Linked DNA regions of Cricetulus griseus: region 2 is linked to region 1. The links are chromatin contacts, called in public Hi-C maps. All regions are on one chromosome and are shown on one strand. Each heading gives the region's core, a stretch centred on a gene start, on an enhancer-like site or on the middle of the called end of the contact. The rest is flanking DNA. Distances are from core to core; before and after follow the strand shown.

Region 1 (3,242 bases), core at 156-2,655:
CACTACCCCCTCGTCTCACTATGCCAAATCATTCATGGCATAAATTGTGCTTTTCAGTTTTTCTTTGCTTGTTAGCAGTCCTGGGAAACACTATGGTTAAGGAAAAGTAAACAGCATAGCTTAAAAACAAACTTTAGGAACTGCACAATAACTTTGAAATGTTGCTTTATAATCAGATCTAAGAATGGCATCCAAGCAAATGTTTGACTCACAGGCGAAGCATACTCTAGGCTTGCCAGCTTTATGGGGCATGAACTAAATCTCCTATCTGCATAAAAGTGGGGATTTGAGAAGTAGTCTAAAGTGATCAACCACAGGTAGCCTAAAGTAAGGTCAAAAGGAGGCTGGGAAGGGAATGGAGATGATTATATGAAGGCTATAAGAGTAAATATGTTGAGAGACACCTGTCTCTCCAGCATATTTTATGCAAACTTTAAGTGCAACTTACCCCTTTAATATTATAAGTAGTATCAATTGAATTGAATTCCCTGATTCTCAATGTTAATATTCACAGAGGTACCGTTAGCAATTTTAGCCTCTCATTTTGAAGTGAAAATAGGAGCCTGCTAATTTGATGGTTGGTTTCATTTCAAGATATTTTACTCTTCACTAATATGAATGCTGTGAAGAAAAGCTACCGAATATGGCCATTCATCTTATCCTTTATGTAACTTAAACTATGAGTCTCAAAAGCCTTCTACCATAGATCCAAGCTTCGAATAAATCCTTGAGCAAGCTCTAACAGCATGGCTCTGGAGCCAGCCTTCATCCTGGACAACTGAGGCATCTAGTGGACCGTTTATTAGTAATCTGTTTTTCTCACCTACTGTGAGCATCAAGTGGACTTTCTCTTCATCCCAATCCAGGCTTGTATCAGAATTTCCCACATCCAATTCATTCACCTCTTACCTGAGATTTTATCTTCTATGGTTTTTTGGGGGTGGGGTGGGGGGCAGTGGTGTTAACTGATTAAATTCCAGGCCAGGTCAGCAAACACCTTTAATCCCAGCACTTGGGAGGCAGAGTGAGTTCCAGGACAGCTAGGCTACACAGAGAAATACTGTCTCAAAAACCAAATAAATTAATTGCAGGCCAGGAATGGGGAAGGCTTGTCTGAGAGTCTTCTTACACCAACATTTGTTTGCATTTCCCTCACTGAAGACTCAGACATCAGGAAGAGATGGTGAAGAATTTCCCACTGCCCTGCCCGATGCACGTTTTCTCACCTACCGAAACTTTATGTTATTCATATCAAGTTTTATGTTGCAATCTTGTTATCATTGACTTTAAGTCTACCCCTAAGATCGGGGTAAATCAGGTATAATTTTTTAATTAATCAGGATTCTGGCATTCAACTTACCAGTGGAAATCAAAGTTGCTGAAATGAAGACTGTTGTGGAAAACATCTGGATTTGCTTCCTGCCTCTTCCTCTGACTAGAATTGCTCCGTACACACACTATTCAAGTCTGAGTTAATATTCTCCAGTAAGCTAGCTTTAGAATCCTGTGTTTCTCCTAGATTTAATGTGAGACGCAGAAAACAAAATGAGGCAAGTTAAACTGTAACGTGCCATGGAGAGCTGTCTGGTTGCTCAGAGGCCTCTGTACAAGCCTTTGATCTGGGGAGACAGCCAGTGTTGTTGGGAATCCTGACTACATATTAACAGGAATGACAACACTGGATGCAGACTGGTGTCCTTTGATTGGGGCTAGAGGGAGCATGTATGTGTGGATGGGGCTTAGTTAGTACTGTCTGACGGAGACCTTTCCATGGATAATGCTTGCTTTAGTAGAGAATTGACTAGAAATAATGGGTTTTTTTTTGTCACTTCAGTTAGATCTCATCTATATAAAATTTTAGATAATTTTAACATTTTGATAAAATTATGTTTATTTCTTTTGAGCATGTGATTTTAAATGTTTATGATAGTGGAAATTAATACCAAAAGCTTAAATGAAGACAGATATATATATATATATGTGTGTGTGTGTGTGTGTGTGTGTGTGTGTGTGTGTGTGTGTATAGTTAGATTCTAAATATAGTATTGAATAAAAAGCACTTCTAGAATTATGTATTGTATAGTGTAGTATAGTATGTCATTTCATTAAATTCCCTAAACAAACGTGCTACTCTTCATGAATGCTGCCTTCTAATAAGGATGCAAAAGCATGGAGCACAGACTGGGCTTCATTTTTTTTTGTACTTACATTTTCTGAATTGAGATTTTCATATACAAACCACCAGCTCCTTGATATCCTTATTAGACAAGGACATGGACTTTTCTGTGAAGAGTTCTCCTTCGCATACCTAGTCAGAAGCTCTGGAAAATGGTCTTTTAACACTTCACCCTCTGCAGCACCACACACCCTGTGGCTTCTCTTCCTGGTCTGAAGTGAATTCCCCAGCCCTGGATTTTGGCTCAGCTATATGGCATTGACCAAGTGAGTCAGAGGTGATAGCATGGCCTGTGGAGCCATTGTCTTATACTAACATTCCTGTGCTCTGCCAACGCCAAGAGGGCCGCATTCCCAGGCTAACCCGCTGACCCAAGGACAGAAGGAAAACTCTTCACAGGCTGCAGCAATAACAGAACTGTACAGGTAAGGCTGCATGTCAGTTCACACAGCTCTTCACGGGCTACAACAAACCCCAGAAACTGGAGGGACCATTCATTGATCAGGTGTTGCATCAATAAAGAAAACAATATTCCAATCTCTCTCTCTCTCTCTCTCTCTCTCTCTGTGCATGAGTGCGTGCGTGCGTGTGTGCGTGTGCGTGTGCGTGTGTGTGTGTATCACCAAGCACTCACAATGCTCATAAAATAGATGTGGTATAAGCTTTTAGTTTCCTAACTCAGGGATAGACAGGAGGATCAGAAGTTCACGTCATCCATTTCCCAATATCTTAACAGTTCTTTTTTTCTACATAAAATGAGGTATCTGTTTTTTAAAGCTTTTATTAAATTTGTTCTTTGACAATTCCAAGCATGGCATGGTGTGTTCTGATTGCTGTCTCCTCCCTCCACATACTGAGAATCTTACAAGAAACACCTTGCAAACGAAACAACAGGAAAATGACCAGAAGGCAACAGCAGATTTCACAACAGGATGAATATGGATCACCAATAAGCAGTGGGCATGAGCTGCACCCCCTACAAATGGTTACAAAGCAGGAGAAAAATTCCACCTGTCAGATAGGCAGAGTGAGGATATGCAGACACCTGAACATGTACTGAAAATAA
Region 2 (3,487 bases), core at 326-2,825, 200 kb after region 1:
TCTTCAGTAGAAAATGTCTCTTAAGCTCAAGTGAAGTGAACTTCTTTAAGCCAAGTGGCGCCTGAAGTATCTTACACACCTATTACGATAACGCCCTGGCTCGTCATGGTAGCCCATGCCTTTAGCCCATGGTCGCCCAAGGGGCAGGCAGACTTCCTGAGTTCCAAGCCAGCCAGGGCTGCAAGATCCTGTGTCAAAAACCAATCACCTCCCTGGAATTAGGATAACTTTGACCCTATCTCCTCACTCTCCAGTTCTTTGTCCTCATCCCCATGCGTCTCTTCCTGGGGGGTTCTCGTGGCTGGCTTCTCTCTGCTTGGGAGGATGCTCTGTCTTCCCCTTCAGAACCTACCTTCACCAAGCCCTGGCCCTGGTTCAGGAGCTCCAGGTCCAAGACAGCTCTGAGAGCCAAGGTGTGAAAGAAGGACCTGCCTCGCAGAGAGGGTCTCCATAGGGTCCCGGTAGCAGGAATTTATCCAGTTATCCCTGGAGTCTGCCAAAAAACAAAAACAAAACACTTTCTAGAGCAAGTAAAATGCTGGAGGAAACCAGAGAGGAGCTGGTATACTCAACTCAGCCCTGACCCTGGCAGGCCTATGCCTGCTGGGTGTGAACCTGCTCGCATTCCATTTCCAAAAATGGTGTGACCAGTGACCAGTGTTCTCAGTGCGGGTTTAATTTGGTGAGTTTTTATTGTAGAAATGTGGTCCGTGGAGGCTGGAGGTGCAGACTCTCCGTTGCAGCACCCAGTGGCTGTGACCATCTGCCCCTCCAGTGGCCTCCTTGGCCCCTGTTCTTAAAGGAAACTAGGTACTTGACCCCAGCCAGACACAGTGAAACGTTGCATCATTTCTCTATCGGATCACCGGGGTCAAAGAGCAAGAGCTGTGGTAGCAGGGAGTCCAGTCAGGGACAGGCAGCTCCTGGTTAGTCCCGAGCTCGCAGTGCCTGCTGCGAGCAAAATCAGGAACTCACCAGGCGGGCCAGGCTCCTGCGCCCCGGTGGGTACTCCTCTTTCTGGATGGCTTCCTGGCAGTATCCGCTGTAGGTGGCAGATGGGGGACTCGCCTGGGGAGTACTTTTCAGGTACCTGGACCAGGTCCCCACGCAACCTCAATGGCTCTCCCGCCATCTCTTATTCTTCAGGTCCGAAAGGGTCTTTAGGTCTAGGCGAAGTGTTCCAAGGGCCAGTGACTCCGGAGCCCACCCTGCTCTGCTCTGCGAGGCCAAGACCAATCGCCCCGCGGCCCTGATTCCGTCTGCTCTATACCGGCCGCGTCTTCCAGGGCGCACGGGCATCGCGCAGTGAGCGGTCGTGGGGCAGCGCAGCAAAGGCCGAGTGGCGCAGCTGGCAGCCGATGAAAAGGACGACGAGAGCCACGGACAGCAGCAGGAGGAAGAAGAGCAGCAGGTAGGTGGGCAGGTCAGGCTTGGTGGCCGAGCTGTCCCGAACGCCACGCGCGGTGGCCAGTTCCAGGGGCAAAGCACCCTCCGCCTTAACAGTGGCTCCGGGGGCCAGCGCGCCGCTTCCCGCTGCCTCCGGGCCGCTGGTGGCATTGAACACGTCGCCGTACATGATCCGCGGGTCCCGCCGACCCGGCAGGACCACCTCACTTCTGCTGCAGACCAGCGGTGCTCAGAGCCTCCATGATGCTCCCCTCCTGCCCTGCTGCGTGCACCTGAGGAGGAATTGGTGCCCCTCGGGCAGCGAGGTCACTAAGACCACGGCCGGGGCGCGCGGGCGGGCGGGGGGGGGGTGTTGTCCAGATGTTTAGCCGCGGGGACCCAGGCACCTCAGCCGTTCCGCTTCTAGTTGTTGCTACCAGGACAGAGTCCTGAGCCCCTGGCCCATCTGGCGGCTTTTCTGTCCCTCTCCAGCTCCGGTGAGCTCCGGAGCACTGCTGGGCTGCAGCGGCTGCGAAGGGAGCCGGTGAACGCGGCAGCAACTCTGTGGGGCTCTGCGCTGGGCTTGGGGTATCGAGGATCCTCCGCTTCCCGGGTCCCAGAGCCTCGGGTCCTTTGTCCAGCACCCGGTGTGCAGGAGCCTGTCCTAACACCGCTTCGCTCCTGCTGGAGCTGGAGACTGAGCTCCTAGCGCTGTGTGTCCTGGGCGGGAGGCAGGGAGGTGACAGGATTTGCTGCACTGCCCTGAGAAAGGCTGCTAACCAATGGATGAGGATCAGAAAGAATGCGGGCAGCATTGTGACTGCTGCCTCTGTCACTCACCAAGGAGGGCACTGAGGAGGGGAGGGGAGGGGGGCGGAGGAGCAGAGAAGGCCAGCAGGGGAGCGGGGGTTTAATCCCTCTTCCCGGTTGCTTCTCCCCTGTCTACAAAGCCTCACACCTGGGATTGAAGAAGCTGGGATTTGAACCCGGGATATTGCACCGTGAGTGGCCTCTCCTGGCTGAGTGGTTTCTGGTAGCTGCTGTCCATGTCTCTAACTACACTTTGACTAAAGGACATAGCTTTCAGGGTTCATGTCCCACGCTGCAACCTGTCATAGTGTTGTGGCAGCTCTGCCTACCCAAAATGGATCCGGAACCCAGGAAGGATGTCACTTGACAAGGTTGTAGTGCAAGGGAGCCTGGGCTCAGTCCCCATCTACCTTTTTTTTTGGGGGGGGGCACACAACTGATTTATGACCAGCTACAGGCTACTGGACAGAACACTCATTTAATGGGTGAGGTGATTAGTTTTGTCAATTTGACACAAGCTAGAGTCATGTAGGAATCCCAAGAGGGACCCTCCACTGGGGAATTGACTGGAAAAGGCTCTGTGGCCATACCGGAAGTGGGCTGTCAGTGGTGGCAAGTCCTTGCTTCATGCATGAGCCAAACACTCAGCCGCCACACTCAACAGGCAGACATTCAATAGACATGGGCCGCCTTTGACGTTACTGCCTTACTGGGCAGCAAGGCCAGAGCCAGGCGCTTCGGGTGAGAGGCACAGGACCTCAGCGTGTGCAAGGGCAGGGGCTTCCTTGAGTTTCACACTGGAGAAGTCTCTGTCACTCCTCACCCTAGGGCCAGCTCTGTTACCTCACCAACAGTGGGAGATCTTTCCACAATCGCACATTCATGTCCGTGTCTCTCTGCTCCTTTTTCCTCCCCACATGAAGAAGCAAATACCTCAGGAAAACCTGGGCTGTCAGCTGAATAAGCCAATGGGAAGAGGAGCTTGCTAGTTTTTCCACTCTCCCTCTGCACACTGGGCTTGGCCACAGGCAGTGTTGGAAGAACAGCCAAAGCATGGCAGGCCAGAGGTCATCCTCATGAGTCCCTTCCTCAACTGCCTCTTCAGCCTGTCTGAGTTGACATGGTGGCCCCAAGTGTTGAGTGGAACAATGGGCTAAAGTGCTCCAGTCCCACGTAGCGGACCCTGGGGGGCCTCCCTGGACTAGGAGGGAGGACACGATAGGGACTCAGCACTGTCCACACCCACTCAGTTGTCACCCTTATCAGCCTTAGACCTGGCGAGCAGCCTGTG

Evidence for each region. A called contact is a pair of places that touch in the nucleus more often than the background predicts.
Region 2: a Hi-C map of liver shows a contact between it and region 1, with 2.0 times the contacts expected there. The contact joins the promoter of Smim32 here to the promoter of Lect2 in region 1. A contact is called at or near these places in 2 of 8 Hi-C or Micro-C datasets (fibroblasts and liver).

Annotation. Positions count from the first base shown.
Region 1 is chr3:275,566,221-275,569,462 of CriGri-PICRH-1.0, forward strand. Lect2 (leukocyte cell-derived chemotaxin-2) reads right to left here and starts at 1,406. Exons shown (of 4, transcript XM_027409741.2): 1 at 1,361-1,406. The coding sequence starts at 1,406.
Region 2 is chr3:275,770,734-275,774,220 of CriGri-PICRH-1.0, forward strand. It overlaps Smim32 (small integral membrane protein 32), which reads right to left and starts at 1,576. Exons shown (of 1, transcript XM_035443048.1): 1 at 1,265-1,576. The coding sequence starts at 1,576. The coding sequence ends at 1,265.